Linked DNA regions of Xenopus laevis: region 1 is linked to region 2. A link is a contact called in public Hi-C data. All regions are on one chromosome and are shown on one strand. The core of a region is the stretch at or near the end of the contact, and the rest is flanking DNA. Distances in the headings are between cores, read along the strand shown.

Region 1 (6,579 bases), core at 2,854-5,353, 150 kb before region 2:
TTATATACATATATAATATTATAATACCTGCATTAATTTATATTTTTATACTTTTGTAAAACTTAAGAGCCATGAATATACTGTAAATGATATGCTTTTGAAAGGTGCCTAGTTAAATTGTTCATCATATACCCTTGGCATCAAGCTGATGAATCAGGCGATGCACACCAATAAAAGCTGCCAACTCACTCCCTCCAGATCTAGATGGCAGCATATCAGCCCATGTATGGAAGCCTTTAGGAGGATCAGCTGGACTGATATTGAGCTAAAAATCGACTAGATATCTATCAGACAGTTTTGAAAATCCTGCTTGGTAAGGACCACTCCAATGGGTGTGTAGGTCAGATCCACTTAAGCTGGCCATAGACGCAATCGAGGATTCCTACGATTTTCGGACTGTGTGTGGAGAGTCCTGACATTTTTCGTCCAACGGAGAACGGTTGATTGGTCGATCAGCCAGGTTAAAAGATTTCTGTTGGTTGCCAATAATATCTCTGCATGTATTGCCGATCGTACGATTTTCAGTGGGAGACTGTCACTAGATTTGGTCAGACATAACTTTCGTACGATTGCTGTCAGGGGCAGAACATCGGCTGATATGTTCTTTTCTTCTTTATTTGATCTGGTTAGTGGCAGGTCGGGAGATGGGGAAGTCAGATCGTTTGAGGATTCGAACAATCGGATCTTTGCATCCATGGCCAACTTTATTTGGCTAAAGTGATTGAGTAGCAAACTGGTTATTAAAATGTGTTTTGAGCACAAATTATGTGTTATTACAGTTTATCTGCTGTTTTACATATATCTTTATATGATAATGTTAACAGACACACTATCACTTAACCTACTTCATAGGAAACGCTTTGCCAACAAAAAGAATGTTGCTTAAAATGCTTTGTAGTAGCACCAATTGCTACAGCTACATGAGTGTTAAGGCAGTCATATATCAACAGACTCCCATAACTATCCAACTGTATAGTATACGAGTGACTGCAGTCACACACATTCAGACAGCCTGAATGATTGAAACAGTAAGATATAAAAAGGAGCTGTGGCACTTCTTCACTGCCTCATCAGCCCACGCACCATACACAAGTAGATTTGGTGCATCTGCAGATTCGATTTTAAACTTGCCCTAATCCGAACAATATCCATAGTACATTATTGGTATCTGTGGGTCTCTTAACATGTAAAAAAATCATAGAATCATTTTACTGGTACAGTTCCAGTTTAAGATGAGAATAAGGTACTAATCCTGGTATATAGGCTAGATACAGCGATAAGATTGCTTGCCCCCTTATCTCCTAGGCAGGTTATTGCCTTGAGCCTAATGGGTTGTTTACCAACTGACATGCTGCCTGTCAAAGAAAATCATAGAATAATTTTACTGGTACAGTTCCAGTTTAAGATGAGAATAAGGTACTAATCCTGGTATAAAGGCTAGATACAGCGATAAGATTCCTTGCCCCCTTATCTCCTAGGCAGTTTATTGCCTTGAGCCTAATGGGTTATTTACCAACTGACATGCTGCCTGTCAAGCCTTTAGGGCAGAGACACACGGTCAGATTTAGGGACATTAGACGCCTGGCGACAAATCTCCTCTTCTTCGAGGGGCGAATAATCTCCCCAAACTGCCTTCCCGTCGGCTAGAATGTAAATCGCCGGAAGGGTTGGCACCTTTTCTAAAAAATTTTATCGGCCGGTGGGGGCGGAAAACAAAGGGGCGGTCTGTGGCGCAAAAGGGGCGGAGTGCATGAATACTTGGTTAATCTTCTTATTTAGCTTTTCAAAGGACAGTAAATTATAAAATAGTTTGGGCCATATACAATTATGAGCAAGGGCACACTAGCATATAGAACACCTCAATAGGCATTAGGTGGAAAGAAGCGGATGCTGTGAAATCATAGATTCCTGTATCTGCATTTAAAAGTACAGTTTCTGTGTGTGTATGGCTATAACAGAGATGAGAGGAGATTGGCCTGAAACATGCAGGCATTTTGAAGCCAATCTCCACTTCATACAGGCGGACTTTTAAAAACAGATACAGGAAGAGCTGATTTCAGTGCATCCACTTCTCTGTGCTTCATTAATATTCATCAGTCATAGAGGAGCGTTCCATATGCTAATATGCCCTTGCCCTATAGCACATACTGCACACTGTATCTGTGCGCAGTGATAGCACTGGAAGCAAGTGTGATTTTCTGTACATAATCCACTCCTTGTGCACTGTGTATGAAGGGTAGCTTTTGGTAGTCGAAAAATAGTAGTGATTGAACTGGCCCCACTTCTCATTGTAATCTAGTGAAAAACCTGAATCCCATTTAGCAATATTAGGCACTCTGTTCAGAAACTGTCAAGCAAGCATATTTTAACAGACCTCCACCTGTCACCACTGTGTGTGCTACAAACATCATGTTTCCCATAGATTTCTGTGTGAATCTGTGATTGGCAGATAGGACATTTTGACCACAGCTGTTTTCTGCATCATAGCAGCATCCATTAGAATACTGTCTGACTTCAGCCTTGAATATAATCTCTGCCTAGCAAACATCATGGGAACAAATACACTTTTGCTTAGGTACAATGCAAAACATTCTGGGAAGAAATGCTCTGTGGTTAGTACAGAGCTGTGGCTCATATTTTTCCTTTTTTTTTCTTCTTTTATCCGCCGCTAGTTTAACCTTTTTTTTTTTAAATACTGTAGTCATGGAAGGGTAGCAGGATACCATTTCAGTCTTTTGTTTCTAACTAATCTAATGTGAATTATATTCTTAGTCTTTCTCTGCAGGGAATAGCAGAGACTTGAGTCTTTGATCTGTTTTACTTTTACTGAGACTAATATAGGTGTCTTGTATGGATCTTTGGAAACTTCAAAGCCTCTTTATGCTAACTAAATTTAGAGCTCTTACATTAAAGATGCAGTGGAACAATCACATTTCTCATATATTTGCATTTCAGGTAATTTGTTTTCTATATGGAAATGAACACATATTTGGTTTAAAGCAAATGTTTTAGCATGTTCTCTTTGCTAAATAAAATATGGTGTATGAGATGCTTTGGTAAAAACTACACACATTTCATGTTATGTATGTCGGTCTTCCATAGGTTCTTTTCCTGTACAGCCTATAAAAATTAATTGCTGTAAACAGCAGAAAAATTTGTGATCTCTACAATTTACAATTTCAGGTCACACATGGGCAGATTTAAGATGCTGATTTCAGTCCTTTAGAGGAATGCGTGGCTGAGAGATTGGTGTAGTTGTCACGTACAGTGGCCAAAACTCACTCTGACTGACCACCAGAGGGCAACAACAAAGTCTTAGGGGCCACTTGTCTAGTGTTTGTAAGGGACCGAGGAGGAAGTACAACAGATGAGCATAAGCATAAGAACACTTTGGGGCAGATTTATTAAGGTTCGAGTTGTTTTTCCACAAAAGTTTGAGTTAAAAAAAAAATTGCTCGAGTTTTCTTTAAAAAAAACTTGAATATTCTAGATTTATTATACCTCGACCCTGAAAATAGCTTGAATCCAAAAATACACCACCTAAAACCTGTCAGAGTTATGTAGAAGTCAATGGCAGAGGTTCCTGGAACCATTTGAAGAGGTTAACAGCCTGTTTGATTTTTGTGCCCGAGGTTTTGCCCGAAAACTCTAATGATTCGAGAGATTCAAGTTTTTTTTTGCCGAAAACTCGATCAATTCGAGTTTTCAGGTTGCGGGACTCGAACTTGCATATTCCGGTTTTTACAATTTGAGTTTTTTCTTAAATAAGATACCATTCGAGTTTTGAGGTAATTTGAGGCCCTTTAAAGGAATTGTTCAATATAAAAATAAAAACTGGGTAAATAGATAGGCTGTGCAAAATAAAAAATGTTTCTAATATAGTTAGGCAAAAATGTAATGTAGCCTTTATACATTACATTTTTGGCTAACTTACTATATTAGAAACATGTTATTTTGCACAACCTATCTATTTACCTAGTTTTTATTTTTACACTGAACTGTTCCTTTAAGTTAGAATAGACTGGATAAACAAAACAAGGCAGAATATAGGCACTGGTACAGGGAGAGAGACAGAAAAATTGTCAGGCTTACTGGTATGGCAGAGAAAAGTCCAAAATCCATAATATAAGGAATAAAACAAAGTCTAGGCAATATTCAAGGCTGGTAGCAAAAGGAAATCTGGGAAAATCTGGAAAAATAAGAAGGGCATGTGTGTTAAGAATTTACAACCTAATATAGGGAATCAGGGAAACTAGAGCCGCTGAAGGGAGCTGAAGCAAAGCTGCAGAATGGGAGCAAATGCCTGCCAAATTGGAATGGGAGCCAAAGCCGACGAAATGAGCCGAACAGGAAACCTCACAGGAGAACAAAGAAGCCAAGGAAGAAGTCTGCCTGTCAAAGTTTAAAGGTAAATCTCACTAAACACTGATGTTTTTTTTAAATCACTGGCCACCAATGTTTTTTTTTTTTTTTTTTGCAAGTGGCTCAGTTCCTCAAAAGGCTGCTAGTTTGGGCAAGTCGTGACAGGAGCAACAGTAATGCCAGAACATTTAATGGAAACAGGTTGTTAAGGAGCCGCCCAGAAACCATGCTATACTGGATCTAGTGATCTCTAATGACCCAGAACGTACAGCAAATGTGCAAGTAATTGAACTCCTGGGTAACAGTGACCATCATTTAATGTTTGTGGCAATACACTGGGGAAACAAAGACTCCTGAATTCCAAGAAAACAATTAATGTCAGTACTTCAGTGCATAGATAGGGGCTAAAGCACAGGACTGAAACAGTGGCCATTGGAAATATCACATCATTACAAAAGCATTAAGGACCTTCTACATGCGATGTAAAAATATGCATGCCACTTATACGCTTAATGGACTGCACTAGGCAAACCCATAATGGAGAAGTACATAGCAGTCCATTGGTTGGTTATAGCAAGCAATATCTGTCAGCAGCTGCAAGAACAAACACGTTTCTGAGCTGTATTAAAATGGGCATAGATTTGGAGGAGGAGAGGGTTATTCTTCCACTTTACAAAGTGCTGGTAAGGCCCCATTGAGTATATGCCATGCAGTTTTGGTCTCCAGTGCTAAACTGGAGCCAAGTTGGGATTGTTTACTCTGGAGAAGGGGCAATTGAGGGGGAAATATGATAACTATGTATAAATATATGAGGGGATCATATAATAAACTCTGACATTGTCAGTTGTCTGACAACCCTAGAAGTTGAGCGGGACTAAGGTAGATTACTTATAACTAGTGTGAATCCATGTAGCCCCAGCCTAAATTGAATGAAATGGTGGAACAACCATTAGGAAAAGTTTATAGTACAGTATACCAAAAATAGTTTTCCAAACAATAGTAGGGCTGTTTACGTTTCATATTGTTTTAGGAAATATTGATTTTTTTGGCACATGAGAGTAATAATAACTGCTCCAACATATCCCAAGTCCTATATGCCATAAAATACTAATTCTCAGATTTCTTTTTCACCAAGGCATTATGATCTTATGCTTTGGTAAAAAATAGTTACCAACAAGGCCCACTGCTTAGAATTAAATTAGATGTGTAACCCTACTGTTATTTTTACTCATTTTTACTTTTTAAGTAGTACAAAAAGAGCATCACCAGATTCCAAACCCTTCCCTTGGATTTTATAGTAATGTTTAATGTTTATTAGACATTAATATAATGTCTTAACCAAAACTTAAACTGGGTTTATGAGTCGATGTATAGAGTATAAAGAAGAAGTTAAATCAGACCTCACTAGATATGACAGTGAATCTAAGAAATGAATGTAGCCTCACAGTTTGAGAAACCTTGCTTGACAAAATATAGCTTGGGGAAGACATTCTCTGGAAAAAAATACTGAAATAGGTTTTGAATAAAATGTTGTGAAAAGACATGAGAATATTCTCTAACATTATGGACTCTAGATTAAATCAATTCATAAACAAATTAAGTCATGCAGACCAATTTGGCTTCATCCATCACAGATAAACATATGCTTATAAGCACCATATATTATGCCAACTCTAAAGACTTACTATTATTATTTGACCTTAGAAAAACATTGACACTGTGGATTGGTCATACTGTATATCATTCCCTTGTACTATTTGGGATCAAAGGCAACTTTCTATATGTGATCTGGGTCTTATAACCCTATAGCTAAAATTAAATATATGGGCCTCCTCTCGCCTAACTTTGCAGTAATACATGGCACACATCAGGGGTGCCCTCTTTCCCCCCTGTTTTTTGCACTTATGGTTGAGCCTCTTGCCCAGTTAATCAGACAAGACCCCAACATTGTACAAATACAAGGCAAACACTTTAAAGGGATACTGTCATGGGAAAAAAACTTTTTTCCAAAATGAATCAGTTAATAGAAAAATTCTGCACTGAAATCCATTTCTCAAAAGAGCAAACAGATTTTTTTATATTCAATTTTGAAATCTGACATGGGGCTAGACATATTGTCAATTTCCCAGCTGCCCCAACTCATGTGACTTGTGCTCTGATAAACTTCAATCACTCTTTACTGCTGTACTGCAAGTTGGAGTGATATCATCCCCCCTT
Region 2 (6,249 bases), core at 2,730-5,229:
TTTTCATGATTAAAACGATAGGCAAAAAGTATTATTAGCTCAAGTTCTAATAATCTCTCTCAGGTTGAACAGGTTCTGCTCTACAAATGACATTTTAGAAGACTAAAGAGAATGTAAAGTCCATGTGGCTTTCCCTTTTGAATTCCATAAAATATAATTTTAGAATGTTGTAGGTAGTTAGCAACAGACTGTTTGTATGGCATAGTCATATTTATGGAAGCCTAATATTTACTCCAGCTATAATCTTTATTCTTTAGGCAAGTGGTTTACTTTATACTTTTGTCAAATTGTAGGTGGATGTAAATATTACTGTAAAGCTTGGATTTTGGTCCTTATGCTCCAGGCGCCCAGTAGGGGAGATAAACCCATTGGGATCTCTGCATTAGATTCACAAAAAAGCATTCAATGGCAGAATGTGTCTGCTTTAACAGTGTAACATTTTTGAACGGGCTGTTTAAACGCAGGCCAGTTTACCAAATTGTGATTTATATAATGCTGCCTCATTCTTTAGGAGCCTAGAATACAAGGCTCCTAAAGAATGCATGCTTTTATTTCTAATGCTCACAGCTGAACATGCAGAAGAGTTGCTCTGCCAGTCATGGGTGCCCATTACAACTGAGGTTTTTAAGTCTCTTTCCACTATTAAAGGATGCATGCATACACATCAAACCTACGCAGATCTAAATTCCAGTTTGTTGAGCTCTATGTAAATGTCATTAAGTTCCAAGGCTCCAAGCCTCAGTATCTAAGTTTTTATCACATGAGGGGTTATGACGTCCAACATAGCAGTGGGAGTTCTTACAGAGTAAGGTCTTTAAAGCCATGGGTTGGATGGCAGGATCCCTTTATTTCCTGTTAACATTTTTTGAAAATGGAACTGATTTGACCTCCTCTCTTTCAGTTTTTGGGTTATTCTAATGTTGTAGATGGGATGTCAAGCTGTGTCTTGCCATGTAACTGTTCTACTGTACAGGTATGGGATCCGTTATCCAGAAATCCACTATGTATACAACTTTAAATTATGGGAAGGCTTTTTTTTTTTGTTCCATCACTTGGGAATGCAAGCGTTATAGTGACTGTATTCAATACCCTGCAATGAACTTCCAAACACAGCAAGTTGTGTCTCACCTGTGGCAATAGTGAGTACAATAAAGCTTCAAGTACAATGCATACAGGGATATTCTGAGATACTTTGCAACAGGGCATCATTTTTTATTTTGTTTTTAATTAGTTTAGCTTGTTCTTTTTGTTGATTTTAAATTGAGAGATTGGAATACAAATAAAGAAGGGTCTGGATAGGAGCATACTGTAAGTCATAAACAGGAATAAGAATACAACTGTAGCCTCTCAGAGCATAGTTGTAAGGGTAAGTCACCCCATTGAAAGCTGAAAATAGGCAGAAGAGGAAGGCAAATAATTAAAATCTATAAAAAACATTCAGACCAATTGAAACGTTGATGAGAATAGGGCAATCTATCATATTCTAAAAGATAATGCAGGTGAACTTTTTTCCTCTAACTGACATAATCCAGTTTGATGTGTCAAGTGAGAACAAATCTGTACAGGTGAGAATTCAGGAAAGTGTCTCAATCAGTCATTTATGTGACCAGTGATGCCCTGTTTGTTGCTAGCAATACAGAGAGAAAGAATTCTGTGGATATGCTAGTGTTGTTGGGGTAATACTCTTTGCCTGATTCACGTGAGTACCTATATTGCACATGTCCAATGACTGAAATTAACTATAATATGATAGTTTTTCCCTTCTGAGACACATTGGAGAACCCGCAGGTGGGTCTTTTTTGCAGTCCTCTGGATCAACTGGCAATTAGGTAGATTTCACTTCGACAAAAAGGTTGAACTTTTTGGACACATGTATTTTTTCAACCTTATAGCAAAGTGGAGAGAATATTTGCATAATGTATTATATTTCATATTATTATAATATTTTTTAATAATTTTAGCTGGTAGCATATGCCAGTCACCTTATCTTATATGGTAGCTATAGGTTACTGCTTTTGGGCAAACTTTGTGCTTTAGATTACATATTATCCTGTTTATTGCTCTTTGCACCCTGCAAAGATTATAATCACTTACAGTACCTGATACCCCTGGCCAGTGCAATTTGTTTTAGAGAAAAAAGAAGAAGATCATGACATGGTCCTCATTTAGAAGGACCCCGAGCTGCTGCAGTAGTACCCCAAGTGGCTGCAGATTTTCTGCTAACAGGAGCTCCAGGCACGCTATTATAGTGATTGGTGGGTGCCTAACATTTGGCACCTCCCAGTGATTTAAACTTTTCTTTTACTTTAAATACCAGTATAGACACATTGATAGTTACATGAGAAGTTCTAAGAAGTTCAGCTTGTGAAAAAAATAATTGCTGTTTTGCAACGTACTTGCAAATGCACATTAGTGCAGAAGCCCACAGCAGCCAATAAGTTATTTGCTTTCTTCATTTGAATTGCCAGTCAAAGCTAATTGTCTTGGTGCCGAATTGCTCCACTGAGCTTTACTGAAAACGAGTGTGCATATAAATGTATGTGACCAAAGACCTCACATGATTTCATATCATAATCACTGCTGCCTAAACTATTTGTGCTCCTTTAATTTTAAGACCATTTGCATTGAAGGAATGACTCTTCTTTGGACAATATTATGTAAGGGTCCAACCTATTATATTTTTTGAGAAGATCATGGTCAAATAAGATGGTGAACACTGCTGTACACAGCACAAAAAGTGATCTTTTATGATTGAGGAGTTCTAGTAAGAAGATCATTAGAGATCATTGGAGTTTCGATAGAGATTTCTCAACTGAACTTATTAAAAATATTAATGTAATATTAATAAAATAACTATTAGCATATCTTAAGTATAAGTATATGATGCTGGGCATCATATGAACCTAGAATTTTAACAGTTATCTGCTTGCTTAAATTAGCCTAGCAGCTGTTTTAAAGCCTGAATGAAACAAGCATAGTAGGGATCTTAAAAAGGTTGTTCACCTTTGAGTTAACTTTTAATATGATGTAGAGAGTGGTATTCTGAGACAATTTGCAATTGGTTTTCATTTTTTATTATTTGTGGTTTTTGAGTTATTTAGCTTTTTATTCAGCAGCTCTCCTGTTTGTAGTTTCTGCAATCAGGTTGCTAGGGTCCAGTTTATCCTAGCAACCATGCATTGATTTATATAAGAGCCTGGAATATGAAGAAGCGAGGGCCTGAATAGAAAGATGAGTAATAAAAAGTAGCAATGACAATACATTTTGTAGCCTTACAGAGCATTTGTTTTTTAGATGGGGTCAGTGACCCCCAGTTTGAAAGCTGAAAAGAGTTAGAAGAAGGCAAAAACTATAAAAAATAATAATAATGAAGACCAATGGAAATTTTGATTAGAATTGTCAATTCTATAACATACTCAAAGTTAACGTAAAGTTGAACCACCCCTTTAAGCACTAAAAATAAGAATACTGATCAAATTAAAGCAGGCACTATATTTCTGATGGTCCCCCCTCCCAACCACCTGATAATTTTAACTTAATTGTATTAATTCAAAAGGCACTACCAGTGATATTTTCCTATAAAATGTATCAGAATCCAAAATATGTATTAATGAAAATCTAAAGTAAAAAAGTAAATTAACAGAAGAAGCTGTTTCCGAGAAGTTCATTAACTATTTCTGAACCAAAATAAAAGATGCTTTAAGGATTTACAGCAGTAACAGAAAGTACTGGTAGGGTTCTTATCTCTTGCCAGATTTTTATAGACAGTGTTAACGGCTGAAAGATACCTGTTTGCACTTGTCCTCCGCTGCCTTCTTATCTGCTTCAGCTTGCTCTGCCCTATCTATGGCATTCTCCTTATCCAGCTTAAGCATCTGCATCTTCTTCTTAATTGCTTCCATCTTGACTTTAGGTCAGGAGCCCCTTTGAAGCGAGGGTGGAAGCAAGATTTTTACCAGGAGAAGCTTTCCTGAAGTGTGCAGAGAGCAACTAGATGCGATTAAACTTAAACTCCAGGCTGCTTTAAACTCACAAAGAACACCATTGGATGCCACAGTCCCCCGAGACACCACAAAGCTTTCACTTACATCCTTTCCAAGGAGAGACTTGGCCAGCTTTCAACTCTGGAATCTGCAGGCTGTACCCAATCACCTTATTTGGACTTGATTTTGCTGTAAAGGAGTAAATAAAAGATTTGGTTTCCATTTTTAACCTTCTGACAGCAGCAAAAGTGTTGACAAATGAACGCATGCCATAGATAAAGCTTATTAGCATATCACAGTGTATTTGTTCACCATAATCTTCTGCCCTTTAAAACTGATGTGAAGCCCCTCTGCCAAGAGACGTGAACAAAAATCTAATTGTAGCAACATTACCCTGATGTTTTAAGGGAACCACCCTACAGCTTGCAGTACAGATTGCAGACTGGCTAGCAATGAAGCCCTCATCTCTCTATAAAGCCTTTAGGAGGTAGAGTAAGAATATATGCACTCTGTTCAGCAGCTAATATCTTGTATAGATTATTTATGTATGTATGTGTGTGTATACAATATATATTTATGCAGTATGTTTAGCTTTTATGGGGGAAGAAAAGGTTGTCTAAAAAAAGCAAGAGTTTAATGTTACAGGTAAGGAATTCGTTATCCGGAGACCTTTTATCCAGTAAGCTCCAAATTACGGGAAGGCCATCTTCAATAGACTCCATTGTAATCAAGTAATTAAAATTTTTGGAAATGATTCTCTTTTTCTCTGTAATAATTAAACAGTACCACACTAAGATATAATTAATCCTTATTGGAGGCAGACCAATCCTATTGCATTTATTTAATGTTTAAATAATTTTCTAGTCGACTTAAAGGGATTCTGTGGGATTTTATGGTGTATGTTTTTTTTTTCTAAATTACACTGTTGACACTGCAAACAATTCACTCTACCATGTAAAATTTCATTCCTGAACCAACAAGTGTATATTTTTTTTTAGTTATAATATTGGTGTGTAGGCAGCCATCTCAGGTCATTTTGCCTGGTCATGTGCTTTCAGAAAGAGACAGTGTTGCACTATGGAAATGCTTTCTGACAGGCTATTGTTTCTCCTATGCAATGTAACTGAATGGGGTTGCAATGGGACATGGGTTTCTACTATTGAGTGCTGTTTTTATATCTAGCAGGGAGCTGTTATCAGTTTACCTTCCCATTGTTCTGCTGATGGGGGGGAGGAGGGGGGTGATATCACCAGCGGCGATCCTTGCCTTTTTGCCGCCTGAGGCGGCCTTCCTTTGCCGCCCCCACCCCTCCTCACGGCACACACATTTTCAGCGCCGGAGAGGGGTCGGGACGGTGCACATCGCTAGTGCAGAGAGCGCAATATCGCACTCTGCACTAGAAGAGCCAAATTTCCAGGTTGAATACCAGAAATTGGGCTCTTAGTTACCAGGAGCAGCATTTTTGCCACGCCTGGCAACCGTCTGAGGCGAGTGGCTCAACTCACCTCATTGGTGGAGTGCCCCTGTATATCACTCTAACTTGCAGAGCAGCAGTAAAAAGTGACTGAAATTACCAGGGCACAAGTCACATACGGGGGGAACATGGGAAACTGATAATATGGCTAGCCCCATGTCAGATTTCAAAATTAAATATAAAAAAATCCATTTGGTCTTTTGAAAAACAGTTTTCAGTGCAGAGGTCTGCTGGGGCAGCACTATTATCTGGTGCATTTTTATCCCATGTTTTCCCATGACAGTATCCCTTTAAGGTATGAACAGCCAAATTATGGAAAGGTCCCTTATCAGGAAAACTCCAGGTCCCAAGCATTCTGGATAACAGTTCCATACCTGTTTTTTTTAATGAATTTATTTTGGCTGCCGGGGGCAGTGACCCCCCCCCTCCCCATTTGAAAGGAAAAAGTAAGGGATGAAAACCTACAGTAAAGTTGCTAGGAATAGGGCATTCTAAAACATAGTAAAAGGTGAACCACCCTTTTGATCTACTGAATATTTTGCATGACGACTGTGGTGAACTTTGCACACAATCAACTGTACTTAGTCGGTTAGTAAATAAACCCCTTCTTGTTTAGAAATTATTTTTCAAACAGGAAAATTACAGAGTTTTTCTTGTGTAAGGGGACCCCAATTTTTGAGAGCCTCTTATCCCTAAAGCATAAAGAGTAGATGTCAGTGATTTCACATGCTCCATTGGCCACCCACAACCCCTCTGTGAGCCTCCTGTTTCTCAAAACCCCCTCTCAGTCAT

What was found. Hi-C and Micro-C count contacts between places; a contact is called where the count stands out from the background.
Region 1: a Hi-C map of the XTC cell line shows a contact between it and region 2, with 2.7 times the contacts expected there. The contact joins the enhancer-like site here to the promoter of tpm4.L in region 2. A contact is called at or near these places in 2 of 4 Hi-C or Micro-C datasets (the XL177 cell line and the XTC cell line).

Annotation. Positions count from the first base shown.
Region 1 is chr1L:114,006,410-114,012,988 of Xenopus_laevis_v10.1, reverse strand. No RefSeq gene overlaps it. Among protein-coding and RNA genes, the nearest start is that of pnhd.L, 4.3 kb to the left of the region's middle. Within about 2 kb of position 4,103, at least 1 of the 7 cell types and tissues checked has an H3K27ac peak or open chromatin away from gene starts, as enhancers often do.
Region 2 is chr1L:113,852,383-113,858,631 of Xenopus_laevis_v10.1, reverse strand. It overlaps tpm4.L (tropomyosin 4 L homeolog), which reads right to left and starts at 3,979. Exons shown (of 9, transcript NM_001086310.1): 1 at 3,789-3,979. The coding sequence starts at 3,902.